Linked DNA regions of Athene noctua: region 2 is linked to region 1. A link is a contact called in public Hi-C data. All regions are on one chromosome and are shown on one strand. The core of a region is the stretch at or near the end of the contact, and the rest is flanking DNA. Distances in the headings are between cores, read along the strand shown. Region 1 holds the start of ZFAND2A (zinc finger AN1-type containing 2A). Region 2 holds the start of COX19 (cytochrome c oxidase assembly factor COX19).

Evidence for each region. A called contact is a pair of places that touch in the nucleus more often than the background predicts.
Region 2: a contact with region 1 is called in a Hi-C map of heart, with 2.3 times the contacts expected there. The contact joins the promoter of COX19 here to the promoter of ZFAND2A in region 1. A contact is called at or near these places in 2 of 2 Hi-C or Micro-C datasets (heart and liver).

Annotation. Positions count from the first base shown.
Region 1 is chr15:9,298,400-9,304,813 of bAthNoc1.hap1.1, forward strand. It overlaps ZFAND2A (zinc finger AN1-type containing 2A), which reads left to right and starts at 4,699. Exons shown (of 6, transcript XM_074919308.1): 1 at 4,699-4,859; 2 at 5,449-5,543; 3 at 6,187-6,318. The coding sequence starts at 4,805.
Region 2 is chr15:9,498,957-9,505,576 of bAthNoc1.hap1.1, forward strand. It overlaps COX19 (cytochrome c oxidase assembly factor COX19), which reads left to right and starts at 3,534. Exons shown (of 4, transcript XM_074919659.1): 1 at 3,534-4,047; 2 at 4,192-4,303; 3 at 5,238-5,351. The coding sequence starts at 3,966. The coding sequence ends at 5,325.

The DNA of each region.
Region 1 (6,414 bases), core at 3,449-5,948:
AGCCCTTTCAATTATGTCAACCTGTCTGCTCTCCCTAGACTCTAATTTTAGAGCAGCAGTAGCTAATATTCTTGGAAAACTGATCCGCCTCCACAGATCTCTCCTCTCTGTCTGCTGCTGTTAACAGAGTATCCTGTGGGGAGATCGGACTGCTTTACTTCCCCTCCTGTAATAAACCTAATAAAAATAGGCACCATTAGGTTCCTTTGTGTGTGGTCTCTTTAAGACACTTATCTGAGCTATGTAATGGAGATGTCATGTCTCGTCCACAGAGGGATCTGGCAGCACCACAGGGTCATTGCAATAAAAATAAAATTCAGTTTTAAGAGACACGAAATTATGAGCCAAAATGCAGGATGATGGGATTGGAGTTCAGAGACCTAAAGAGGCAAATGTGGGCTGGAGTCACCTGAACGTTAATGCTGGAGCAGCGGCTCCGCAGCTGGAGCAGCAAGCAGGATGCTCCTGGCTGGTCCGGGAGGACCATGGCCAGTGGGGTGGCCCTGGGGACTTTGGGGACAGGGGACTTGTCCGTGGTTTTCAGACAGGGCTGGGAGGAGTCTGGAGCACACAAGACAGAGAGGAGGTGGATAAACTAGCTGTTTTGGCCACGGTCATCTCTGTGCGGTGCTGCCTGTCATAACACACCTTGGTGGGAAGGGGACAGACCATGCCCTGAGAGACAGGATGGAGCCAGACACATTCCTGTCTCCCCATCCATGCCTTGTCCGTGGCTGGCAGCAATGCAGGACAGGCATCCCCTGCCATCCCACAAATGTCGCCCTGACCTAGCAGGCAGGCTGCACAGGAGGAAAAAAAGCCACCTTTAGGCTGTCCCATTTGGGTTTTCCATCATGTCAGCTGTAGCATTGAAAAGCAGCAAGGACTTTCTCCAGCCATGCAATTAGAGCTGCCACAACAGAGGGGACAGGGAAGGTCTTTGAAGACCTCTTCTCTCTCTTCTGGGCAGCACGGTGGTCCCTTCAGCTGGGTCAAGTCTCACTTGGCCTTTGCTCCTCCATGCTTGTTCTCTACCAGGCTGGACAGGCCATACTGGAGGGGAGTGGTGTGCAGGTCTGAGGCTCTTTGAGGATTTTCTGTTTTCTGCAGAGCAATTCTAGCCTTCTTCAACTAGCCCCAACTCTTGGGGCCCTGTTTGGAGGATCAAACATTTGTGAAGCTGAGGAAGGCTGTGTTTTATTCCCTCTTTAGGATGCAGTGTGGGTCCTAAAGCAGATAGTGCTGTCGAGGTGGGGTGGATGGTGGCGTTTAACCCCCTACAGAACTGTCGAGAGGCATTCCCAGGTCCCATGGGAGAGGAGGGGAAGGACAAAGAGCAGAATCCAGGACAAAGGAAAAAACAATAGCCCTCCTCTACTAAAAAAACTAGAAAAGGAGTAAAAGGGATGGAGGGGAAAAGAGGAGGTAAAGAGATGGTGCAGAGACAGGGGAGGGAGGTGACCGCCATCCATCTCAGCCACTGTCACCACTCCGGTAGCAATGGCCAGGCCTTCCCTTTGCAGATCAGGTTATATAAAACCAACACACCGGAGGCTACCAGGAACGGTACCTCCCCCAGACTCCAGCAAGTTAGTTACACATAGCTTTCCTTTCATAAATCCATGTTGGCTGCCCCTAATCAAATTCTGCTTCTCAAGCAATTTCCTTTGCTAATTCCTCCCGAATCAGTTCTAACCCACCTATCTCCCTTGTCGCTAAGCTAGCCAGCCTCTAATCACACGCTGCACTGTGTGATCCTTTCCCGGGTAATATGGGGTTCGGCACTTGCCTCTGGTTCTCAGCAGCCTAACCTGTCAGGAGCAACCTTCTAAAAATATCACTAAAGACCTCAGCTAATTTCTAATCCTCGTTTCTATTAAGACGGCTGCCTGTACTATGTGGGTTTCTAGACTTGGGATTTACAGTCTTCCTTAAGAGCATCTAATCTGCGCAGAGCCATTTCTGTTGTTATCCATACGCAAACTCCTCCCTTCCCCACCATAAAACATGATCCCTTTGGCAGCGGATCTCCAGTCTCCAGCGCAGCATCAGCCAGCCAACAAAGACACCAGCCTCTTCACTTAGCTGGCCCCACTGTTTTTTTGGCAAGCCTTCCTGGGGAGATCACTGGGGTCCCACTCCTCTTAGGTGCTGGGTAGGTGCTTTATATGAAAAAAAAAATCAGTCTGTGAGCTCAGTAGGGCATGTGGTTTTCTTTGCACTTCCTGAATTCTTGAGTGTTGTGTAAATAGTACAATGGAGCTGATGTATAGATGCATAATGAAGCACAGGTCTTCAAGTATCTTGTATAATTGAACTTTCTATTACTGTTTATATTTGGATTTTTTTTTTCTGTTTCCTCCTTCTTTTTAACACTCTCCCATTCCCAACTGTCAAAACCAACAAGATCAGAACAAGAAAAGTAGGGGTGTGTGCCATGATCTGGCTGCCCCCCACCGCCCTGGCAGACATCAGGTAGCTGGGTCAGCTCAGTCAAGGGAAATCCTTGCAATCACACGTCATGGGCCAAAGGAACCTGGTGGAAAATGCTGCATGGCTGTATTTTCAAGTACCAGACACGTCTTTGTGCTAAAAGGAGTACTGACTGCTAAAGCACTTCCTGGGCTTGAGAGCACCAGGGTTTGCATCAGATATGACTTGAGAGGTAGGTTCTGCTGGCAAGGAGAAGGGCAGCCATTGCCCAGGGATGGGACCATCAGCAGATGAACAATGTGATGTCTGATGGAAACATCCACCACTGCTGCAGAACACTCTTCTAGGACGCAGCCAGACAATGATGGCTCTAACTTACACAATTCAAAGCTTCTTTCCTTCAGCTGCGGGTTATACAGACACAGTGAAAAGAAACTATGTAAATCAAAGGACAATACTGCTTTGAAGGCAGATGGCCAGGAAAAATTTTATGCTAGAAACTTGAAGCTCTCTTTTTTTCATGAGAGCAGTGGGGTTGTGAGACAGCCTTCTGATGGGAATAAACAGTTTTTAACATCGGGTTTGGTTTGTTTATGAAGGGGATTACATGTAGTAGTTATATATTTAATAGGGACTTGAATTGAATGACCCAGAAGGTCTCTTCTCACATCAGTTTCCAAAGTTTATGTGTCTACAGCCATGCTGGGCAGAGGGACAGGACTCAGTCCGCTCGGCACAGCACTGCCTTTCACACTGCTCCCAGACCTGAACTGGGATCTCCTGGTGGGGCTACCTCACACCCCCCGGGTGCCCCCAGGGGGGGGTTGTGGGTGCTCCTGGCATGGACATGGCACAGCTGTCCGAGAAGACCCCATGCAGCAAGTGCCACAGGAGACAAAATCAGAGTTAGCCCTTTGCAAACCAAAGACCTGCAGCAGGCTAGTGCTCTGTCATTGCAGTTGTTTTCTGAAAGAAGGGCTTTAAAGAAGGACCTTGGGTAATGTTATGGGTCCAGGAATACCCATCCAGGAATAGGATGTTCTTACCAGGCGTGGGATAGCCTGGTAAGAACATCTGGCTGATGACATGATATCATTTAGCCCATCAGGTCTGTGCTGCCAGGAAGCCCGTAACATCGGTGCGGCCGGCTGTAAGCTGGCACGCACAGCAGGAGTCACGCGAATGCCGCGTGGCAGGGTGACGTGGAAGACAGATGAGTGGCACATGCCATTCCCAGACTTTGACAGCACAAATTAGCCTGTGCAGTCAGTTACTACATGCCTTCCTAAAGCTCCTCTTCGATCTCATAGCTCCACTCTGCATCTGAGTCATGTACTACAGGAGAAAGTCAGGTGTTTTCTGGGGAGGCCAGAGGCAAAACAACATTTTGTCCATTTCTCAATCCCGTAACAAATGTCATTAAATCAATAGTCCTCACCTCCTCTGTGTGAAGCCATATTGTTACACACACTCAAAGATCAAAATTTCTAAACTACACCCTGATCTTGAGGTGCCTTGTTAAAGTGAGATAAGCATTTAAAAAGAGACCAGCAGGGAAACTTTTTATCCATTTGACTTCTGCAAACCCACAGCTGCAGCTGATGCTTGCCCACCCAAACCAGTCAGCACGTGCTGAATCCTGCAGCGGGGCCCTGAGCATCAGCCTGCTGCGATGAGAACAGCCTCTGTCACCGAGCTCTCTGGATTTATTATAAAGTTTGGAAATAACATGAGTGAAGCATCACAGTCCAGAGGGATGGTGCCACAGCCTAAACCCTGGTGAAAAAATGAAATGTAAAAGGCAAAGGGCTGAGATGCTGTAGTGTCCTCTGGAGTGAACCAGTCCGACATGGGTTTTTCTGGGTCACTCTCCCACGTGCCCTTATTTGAGACGTGTCCCGCAGCCAGGACAGCCCTGCACTCCCGCCCCGTGGAGCGCCCGTACAACACGGTACTCACAGCTGCAGGACTGCTTGTGGCCTGCGGCTGCATCCCCTGGGGAAGCTGGAGAGGCCCCTGTCTTCAGCACCGCACCGCGCCGCGCCGCGCCCCCACCCTCAGCTCACCTCCGCACCCTCCCCTCTCCCTTCCCGCCGACCCACTCCTAGCTCGGCCCCGCCCCGGCCCCGCCCCCGCAGCATGACTCAGCACGCCCCCGGCCGCTGATTGGCCGAGCGCCGAGAACACGCAGCAGACGGCGACGGAGGGCGGGGGTCACTATTGGCTCGTCCCGCCGTGACGTCATCCGCGGTGGCCGGGGCGGGCCGGAGCGTGACTCAGCACGTGCGCGCGGGTGAGTCAGCGGGAGGCGCATAAAGGCGGCGGCGGCCGCCCTGCGCCCCCGTGGGGAAGGCCCCGTTGTTTGGCCGCCATGGAGCTCCCGGGGCTGGGCCGGCACTGCTCGGAGCGCGCCTGCAGGCAGCTGGGTAAGGCGGGGCGGGGGGGATCGGGACCCCGAGTTCGCACCTTCCCCCAGCACCCCGCCGGCTGGCACTCGTAAGGGGCGGTAGGTCCTGTGCTGGGGGGCCCAAATCCTGCACCCCGCCCCTGCAGGAGGGTGCTGTGGTTAGTAGCGGGTACCAGTGCGGCTTCTGTGATCCCCCTAAATAGGTCTGGTAGCGGGGTGACAGTTGAGCCCGGTGTATTTTGTTCTTGTATGTTGTTAAACTGTTAAGGGATGGTTTTTAAAGAATAAAAAGATTTTTGAGCCGGGGCTTTGGATTTGTACTTCAACTCCTAGCTCTTGACTAATGCCTCGCTAGAGGTTCTGTATTCAAGGAGCTTCTGACGTATTTACAACTGTTTGTGGATAAAAAGAGGGAAAACATCACTCTTACTTTTTTTTTTTAGTTTTAACATTTGTGGAGAATTACATACTTCCTCTAGATGTAACTGGATTGTGACTAGGCAAAAAATATTTGCTTTAGAATTTATTTGTAGTTTTTTATGAGTAGTCTTACAGCTGTTAGCTCTGCTCCATAAGAATCTGTTTTCTTTTTTAAATTTTTCTCCCAGACTTCCTTCCTCTGAAATGTGATGCATGTGGGGAAGTATTCTGTAAAGATCACATCCGTTATGATGACCACAAGTGCAGCTCTGCCTACAAGAAAGTAAGTTCTTACGCAAGTCAGTGATTCACACTGCAAAATTGCCAAGTCATGTATAAAGGCTGCTCTGAAACTTGACATGTGATTTTAATAGGAGCAGATGTGAGAACCACAAGTTATAAGTTAATGATAGAGCTGATTTTCAAATATACAGAAACATAAAATTTCAGAGGTCAGTACTATTAGATTCTAGTTTGTTTCACTTACACAGCATCTTCCCAGAGAGGAGTGCCTTATATTTTAAGCAATGTATTGTGGCCTAAAACTTTTTGCAGCCCTGGTCCTTTAAGCTAAAGGACAGAAAATATGAAACTACAGAATAAATAAATAGAATATGTGGAGCTAAACTTTGATCTCTGGCCCATACTTGGGCTTTGAGGTGTTCAAAGGCTGTAATTTCAGAAAGCTTAGAAGCATATTTAAAGTCAACTTACCAAATGTGTTGCTACAAATTGATTTGGGAAAGCATGTCTGACACTTTAGGATAATGATTTGCAGTTGCCTTTGAAGTACATCTTTAAAAGCATTACTAAATGAGTAGAATGTAAACCACTTGTGAATACACTTCTATCACCCATGGGTAAGAGAAGGGGAAGGACAGCAAAATAATTGAGTTGGACTTCTAATCTGTGTTTTATGTTCTTAGAATGTGCAGGTTCCAGTGTGTCCACTCTGTAATGCACCCATCCCAATACAGAAAGGGGAAATACCAGATATTGTGGTTGGAGCCCACATGGATAAGAGCTGCAAATACAATCCAGCACAGCAAAAGCAGAGGGTAAGGAAACTGCTGCTGAAGTCTAAACTGTCTGCCTAATGCTTGTGAAGTTAGGTTTTCTGACAGCAGATGTGCAGAAGCTTGCTCTGTTTCGTC
Region 2 (6,620 bases), core at 2,284-4,783, 200 kb after region 1:
CTTACACCAACAAGCCAAGGAAGTCTGACCTGGGAATTTAGTATTGAGGAGGTCAAGTTATGAAGAATGTGTTTTTAAAATATGACTGAACAAATGAAATGCCTCAATATAGCTCCAAGGATCTTTTTCTTCTGGGTTTCTAGTTTCACTCTATCTCAGTACAGTATTGCAGAAACTATATTAATCCAAGGGCAGTTTGGGGCATATCACACAGGATGATTAGCTGGTAGGTATCTACAGAGCCAGGGTCCCAACATCTTACTTTTGGGCCCCCTTTCTTGGTGCAGATAGAGATGTAGATTTAGATATCCCAGAATTGCAACTAGCACGCAAGAAAAAAAGTTTGCTTTGGCTTTCAGTGCAGTGTTACTATTTCTACCACGTTCCCCTCTAACCTGATGAGGCTTTGGCGCGGTCATAACAGAAAACGAGCTATCGTTCTGTACATCTTTGTAGAGCACATAACATATTAAGGCCCTGACCTTACTGGCATGAAACTATGATTTCCCTGTAAGTGCAAAACAATAATATTCCATTAATCATCTACAACAGAAATCCCCATTCCCCAGACTATTCTGGCAATATTCTGCATTTTTGCTTGTCTAGGAACCTGAATTAAAAGAGAGAAAAATGGTTTACAACAGCCCCTGTGGCAGTGATGTAGCAAGAGCCCTTATGTAAGAGCTGGCGGCGTGCTCGCCGCACGAGGGTGAGGCGTAGGAATGAGTGATCCTGGAAGGATGTTTCTCTGAGGTGTGTTCTGTGCCTGGGCTGGGAACAGCAGTCTCAAGGGCACAAATTCCAGTGTCTGAATGTGCTTGGTCTTGTTCAACTGATTAATTTCTTACAGCTATCCCAAGTCAAGCTACAAAATCCCCTAGTACTTTACTCAAAGCCTCTCAGAGCTTGTCAATAAATTATTTTCAAATTAACTACCTGATAATTTGAATCTGTAGGCTCTTAAAAGATGCAGCATGGTGACCAAGGGAAAACAATGAAAGTCCTGGACTCTACCCAGCCCATAAAAAGGAATAAAGGTTCTGCCCTGATGTATTACTCAGTTCAGTGCTTCCAAAAGTAACGCTAAGTGTGTAAAATCTCCTTTTGAAGGTACATTTGTACAACTGACAGATAAGCACCGATTGTGGAAGAAGTTTTCAGTGTGATATGAGAATGTTGTAAAAGAGCAAGCATTTAAAAAATGTTACTTTAGTCCATAATTAAGGACTCCTTAGTCCATAATTAATGACTAACAGCTCTGATGCAAGCAAAGCAATTTTTTTTTTAATCTATCAAGCTGTGTAACTTGAAAGAGGAAGATCCAAGATTTTCTTTAGTTTGGGGAGCCTTCTAATTTGAGCCTTCTAATTTTTGGAAAAGGCTCAGAACTCCAGACTAGAGATACTGTAAAACACTGGGTGCTTTTCAAATTATCTGATTTTTCTTCTACAATGGGCACCTTTTTTACTAAAACAGCTATTTCAGATTTCCCTGGTGCCCTGAAAGTCTCTCACTTCTTTGAAAGATAATATGTGAAAAGCATTTAATTCTCTGTTTGTGGCACTGCTCTTTGTGGCACTGTTTCTATTGAATTCTTTTGGAACTGGTTGGCTTAATCTGAAAATGAGGTGGGTTTTTTTTCTTCACACTGATTATCTAATGGGGGTTTCATTTGATCTCCTTGAGAAAAACACATACTAAACTGCTAAAGCACATGTATTAGATTCTAAGACAAACTGTACCTTTAAAGGAAACTCTAGAAGATACAACTAACATGCAATAAAAACATTAAGCAAGCATAATCAAACACTTGCTAGTACACCTGACCTGAATTTGGGTAACTACAAAATTTAAGACTCCAAAGGCAGACACTGAGTTAATTAATAGGTAATCAAAATATTTGGATATAATGTAATACAGCATATTGATATAGCCTTTGCATAGGATTGTCGCCGTCTGGGAATAATTCCACTGTGGGATCCCTGTATATCTTTTTCCTTTGATTTCTTCCTTCATCACATGAGGAATCAGCAAGACAGCTGCTGTGCCAGAAACTAAGGAACATAATTTGGGCAGTTTGATAAAATCAAGTGCCTTGATACTTTGGTTAAGCTTGTCAGATAAACCAAAGCTGCTTCTCTGCTGCTCAGTCCCCTGAGATCTGGGAGACAGTTTGCTGCAGGTATTTATGAAAGAGAAGTATCTCCCTTTTACTGTTAAGTGTTATAACGAAGTCAAGTGGAAAAGCGCTATTTACCGTATAATAAAAAACATCTATTGTTCATAGTGCTGAAAACATAGTAAGAAATAAAATCTTATATTTCAGGCTGTGTAAACCAGTTGCTTATGTAATAGAACACGGTGTAATTTTCCATTTACAATTTCAATACTGTAATAAGGAAGCAATCAAAGCATAAACAAAATGCACTTTAAATGGGGCAGCAGGTAATATTTTCATAATGGCTGTCCTTAACAATTGCATCTGTTGCTTTTTTTAAACAGCCTTGCATTCTTACTACTTATCTCAGTCATTTAATTAAAAGAAAATCAACTTAAAACAGATGAAAGACCATCTTAAACCAATTGCAGCTATGGGCAAAGAAGAAGAAAGACTCTAACAGCATAATCCACAGTTTGCACTTAGGTAGGTTAAATTAACCCCATTTCTCATCCTCCTTTCAGGATGAGATCTGAGGCTCTGCAGAGAGTATGCTGTAAACCTGTGGACAAAGGGGAAAGGGGTGTTTTTCTTCGTTATCTGTCTTGAGGACCTGGAAGTTCGCTATTTCCCAAGCACCTGCCAACAACCACTTGGTTTTACTGGCCTCATCGTTCCTGGCCTGATGGGATGCTCACCCATCGCTTGTAGGAAGCACAAAATAACTCGATGCTGTCCATCAGGTTGGTGCACGGCTGTTAAACTGAGAATTAACGAGGGATAAGCAATCACGTCGCTGCCGCCATGGGTGGCTGATGGCAGAGTTCACATCACTGCAGCAGGACAGGGATGGCTTTTCTGAAATCCTGAGGGGTTTCTAAGGAAAGTTGATAACGCCTCCCGAGGGTGCCTCAGCTCTGCGCGCTGATCCCCAGGGCTCCCGGATCGCACCGCCAGCCAGACCCGGCTCCTGAAAAATGTGGTTTTTGAGTCGTGCCTCAGTGTTCAGCAGTGCCGGGTGAGGAACTTGTTCTTTGAGGCGGAGGGCAAGGAGGACCCCGGCCTCAACCCCAGCCCTGACCATCAGCTCCTGGGCAGCAATGGGAGATGCTTGGATTAGGCTGGATCCTGTATAAACAGATTTTCTTACACCAGACTCTTGAGTTTTGCCCCTTCTCCCTTCCTTTCCCAACGCTGGGAGGAGAAACCATTTTTCCCTGCCCCTCAGGAGGCAGCCTGCCCGTGACCATCGCTCCCACCCTCCCCATTCAGAGTCCAGTGGTAACTCAGGAAAAAAAACAACTGGTTTTATGAGAAGACGGTTTATTTCGCAGAGGTCGATCGAGCTCGGGGTGCGGGGGCAGCGGGAGCGCAGCGGGAACGCCACCGGCCCGACCCTCCCGCTCAGGCGGGTCCGACCCGGCCGCCAGCCGCAGGCCGCCGGCCCCGGCCAACATGGCGGCCACCGGCGGCGTCTCCATGGTGACCCGCGCCGGGGGCCGAGGCCTGCGGCAGTGACGTCACCCCGCCCGCCCTGTTGCGTTGCCGTGGCGACGCCCCGCGTCTCCCGGCGAGGGGTCTCGCAGGAGCGCGGCGCTCTGGTTGCCGTAGCAACGCCCAAGCCGTTGCCATAGCGGCGTGGTCCCGCCCCCTCCGCCGCGCAGCAGCGGTCACGTGTCCTGCTCGGTGCGCTCGGCGCTCGCGGCAGGCGGCGGCGCTCGGTGTTCGGCTCCCCCCGGCGGCGGCTCCGTGACCGGAGGGACCCGCGGCCCGCCCCGGCCGCGTCCCCCCTTCCCCAGCCGGCGACATGTCCACCGCCATGAACTTCAGCAGCAAAAGCTTCAAACCGCGGCCGCCGGACAAGGGCGCCTTCCCGCTGGATCACTTCGGTGCGGTAGCGCGGGCCTGGCCTCCCCGCGGCCTAGCGCCGGGCCTACCCCTCCTGTCCCTCAGCCCTCCGCGGGCCGGGCCAGGGGGCCCCGGGGCCGCCGCCTGAGCCCGGCGGTAGCGCGGCCCTCGCTGTCTCTTTTCAGGGGAGTGCAGCGCCTTCAAGGAGCGGTTCATGGAGTGCCTCCGCGACAGCGGCTACGAGAGCGGTGCCTGCCGGCAGCGCGCCATGGCCTACCTGGAGTGCCGCATGGAGAGGCGAGTGGTACCCGGGGCCCCCCACGGCCTGGCCCGGCGGCGGGGGGCTGAGCGGCCCCCGGGGCTGGGAAGCCGCGGGGGTCCCTTGGCGGGGAGGGGAAGGGAACCCGCAGTGGACGCGTTCCTTCACGAAGCTCGTGTCCGTGCAAGGGGCAGGTGCCCTTTGTGGCTTTAGCGATTTACTTGGCTTATGTTTTTGATGTCGTGTAGATATCCAGCCCGAAGGGCGGGATAACTGCGAGACTGGGCCAGCTTCCACTGTGCACAACCGTCTTTGTTAGTGTGAAGCTTTATTTTTTTCCTAGCTATGGTTACAAGTTAAAAGTTTAACTTGTTCCCCTGTTTAAGTGAAAAAAACTGTTGGTGGTTGGTTTTCTAGGGATGTTTCCATTCTTGCATTGCTTTGTAATGCTTTCCGTTCAGCGGCGAGTCAGGGAGCTCATTGGGAAATGCACAAAGGGCGTTATTAAGTGCGCGTAAATACAAGGACGCTTGCATGCACCGCATGGGCTGGTGGTGAGGAAGGCTGCAAATCAAAAACCATTTGAAAATCATGACAGCAAACTATAGTGGCACTACGAACGCACTTAAAAATTTGATAAATGGCACGGGTAGAATTTTAGGAAGCTCTTACGCACTCTGTTAATTAAAGATAACCAAGAGCCGGGTCAATTTCTGAGGGAACTGTTATTCAATATTTCATATCAGGAAACAATGCATTTAATTTGAAAACTGCTGTTAAGAAAAAAGTATCCCTGAATATTGCTTTCCCAAAACTGAAGTTTCTGGGGCTTTGCCAAGTGATAGTCACTCTGTATGGATGTCTCGGATTTCTTTAGAGTAAATAATACAAAATGACATGGGAAGTGTTGCTATTCTCTTGGTTATAGACTGTGCTATACAAAACGTTTTTGTTGTTTTGTTTTTAATTTAGGCAACTTATGGCTAACGAACCACTGGAAAAATTGGGATTTAAAGACCTGATAGATGAGAAATCAGAAGCAAAACCTGAAAAGTTGTAATGAAGACAGACAACTTTGCTCCTCATGTATGGAAAGCATAACTCTTAATGTAGTACATATTGTACGTTCTGTTCGTATTGCAATAGGAAGTGTTTCTTGAAGAAACCTTTTTTCCAAGGTTTAATTTTCCTAAAATAAGATTTATTTTTTTTAAATGAGCAAAAGTACTGCTTTTGTCTACTTTCCTTAAATATTTTTTTCCTTTTAATTTCTCTAACCTACTTTTAAAGATCCATAAGAACCTGGAGAAAACAATTATTGCCTGAAATAGTCTCTGTAAGAATACTGAAGTCTTATTTTAGAAAGGCAATCCCCCCTTTATTGTGTAGATATTGAACTACAGATTAATTTTGTGTGGGCATTACTAATATGCTTACAGCAGTTACTTGTCAGGTGGAAATAAAGCTGTTGTGGTACTTGCATATTGCTTTTTATTAAATACTGGTATTAATCCCCATCTTTGGGATGATCTTCTCACTCTGCTATAGGAAACACTTGGGTACTGGGGTTGGGCAAGTATTTTTAGTTCCAGACACCAATCAGATAGTGATTCTGCTTTTATTTATCATGCCAGCAGTGTTCACCCAACTTTATTTCATCATTTAACTGGGAATCTATCATTATGAATATATTAATTTTTGCAAGTAGAGCTGCCATATGGTTTTTTTGTATCTTTATGGTGAAATTGGCATGGAGACAGGAAAGGTATTTGTGTTCTAAGTAACAGTAAAATGTACATATAAATGTGATTGGACAGTTTTTTAAAAACAAATGTTTTATGTTAAAAGCCGGGGTAGATCAAGAGTTTGCTATCTCAGAAATACAGTATTTCTTTCCAGAAAACGAAGCTGTGGCCCGTACATTGCGAAGATAATGTGGGGGGCTGTACAGGAGGTGAGCCATTGGGGCTGAGTATGTTTTTAAGCTCCCTGATAGGTGTTTGTGTAACTTAACTATGTATTATCAGAGCCAGTGGTATTTCTCTTGCATATACTAATGCAAATGAGTCTTCTTATTTTGGCTTGAACTGAGTATTAATTAATTTTGCCTATTTAGCCACATAAGAATATGTTTGAAGCAGGCAGTAAGTTTGTAAATCTGCTGGATGTATTTTCCACTGTATTTCCTGCCCTGTCCTCCCTGCTGCTTTTTCTTCTTTTTTTAACCCAGTGAATCATTTTTCTGTGTATCTGGCTCTCGGACAGCAAGCTTTAGGGTCAGGGGCTGCAGATAGTGATACACACACACAGTTTGCAGTTCTCCGACACTTTCTCCTTTATTTGGCGTCCTCTGAT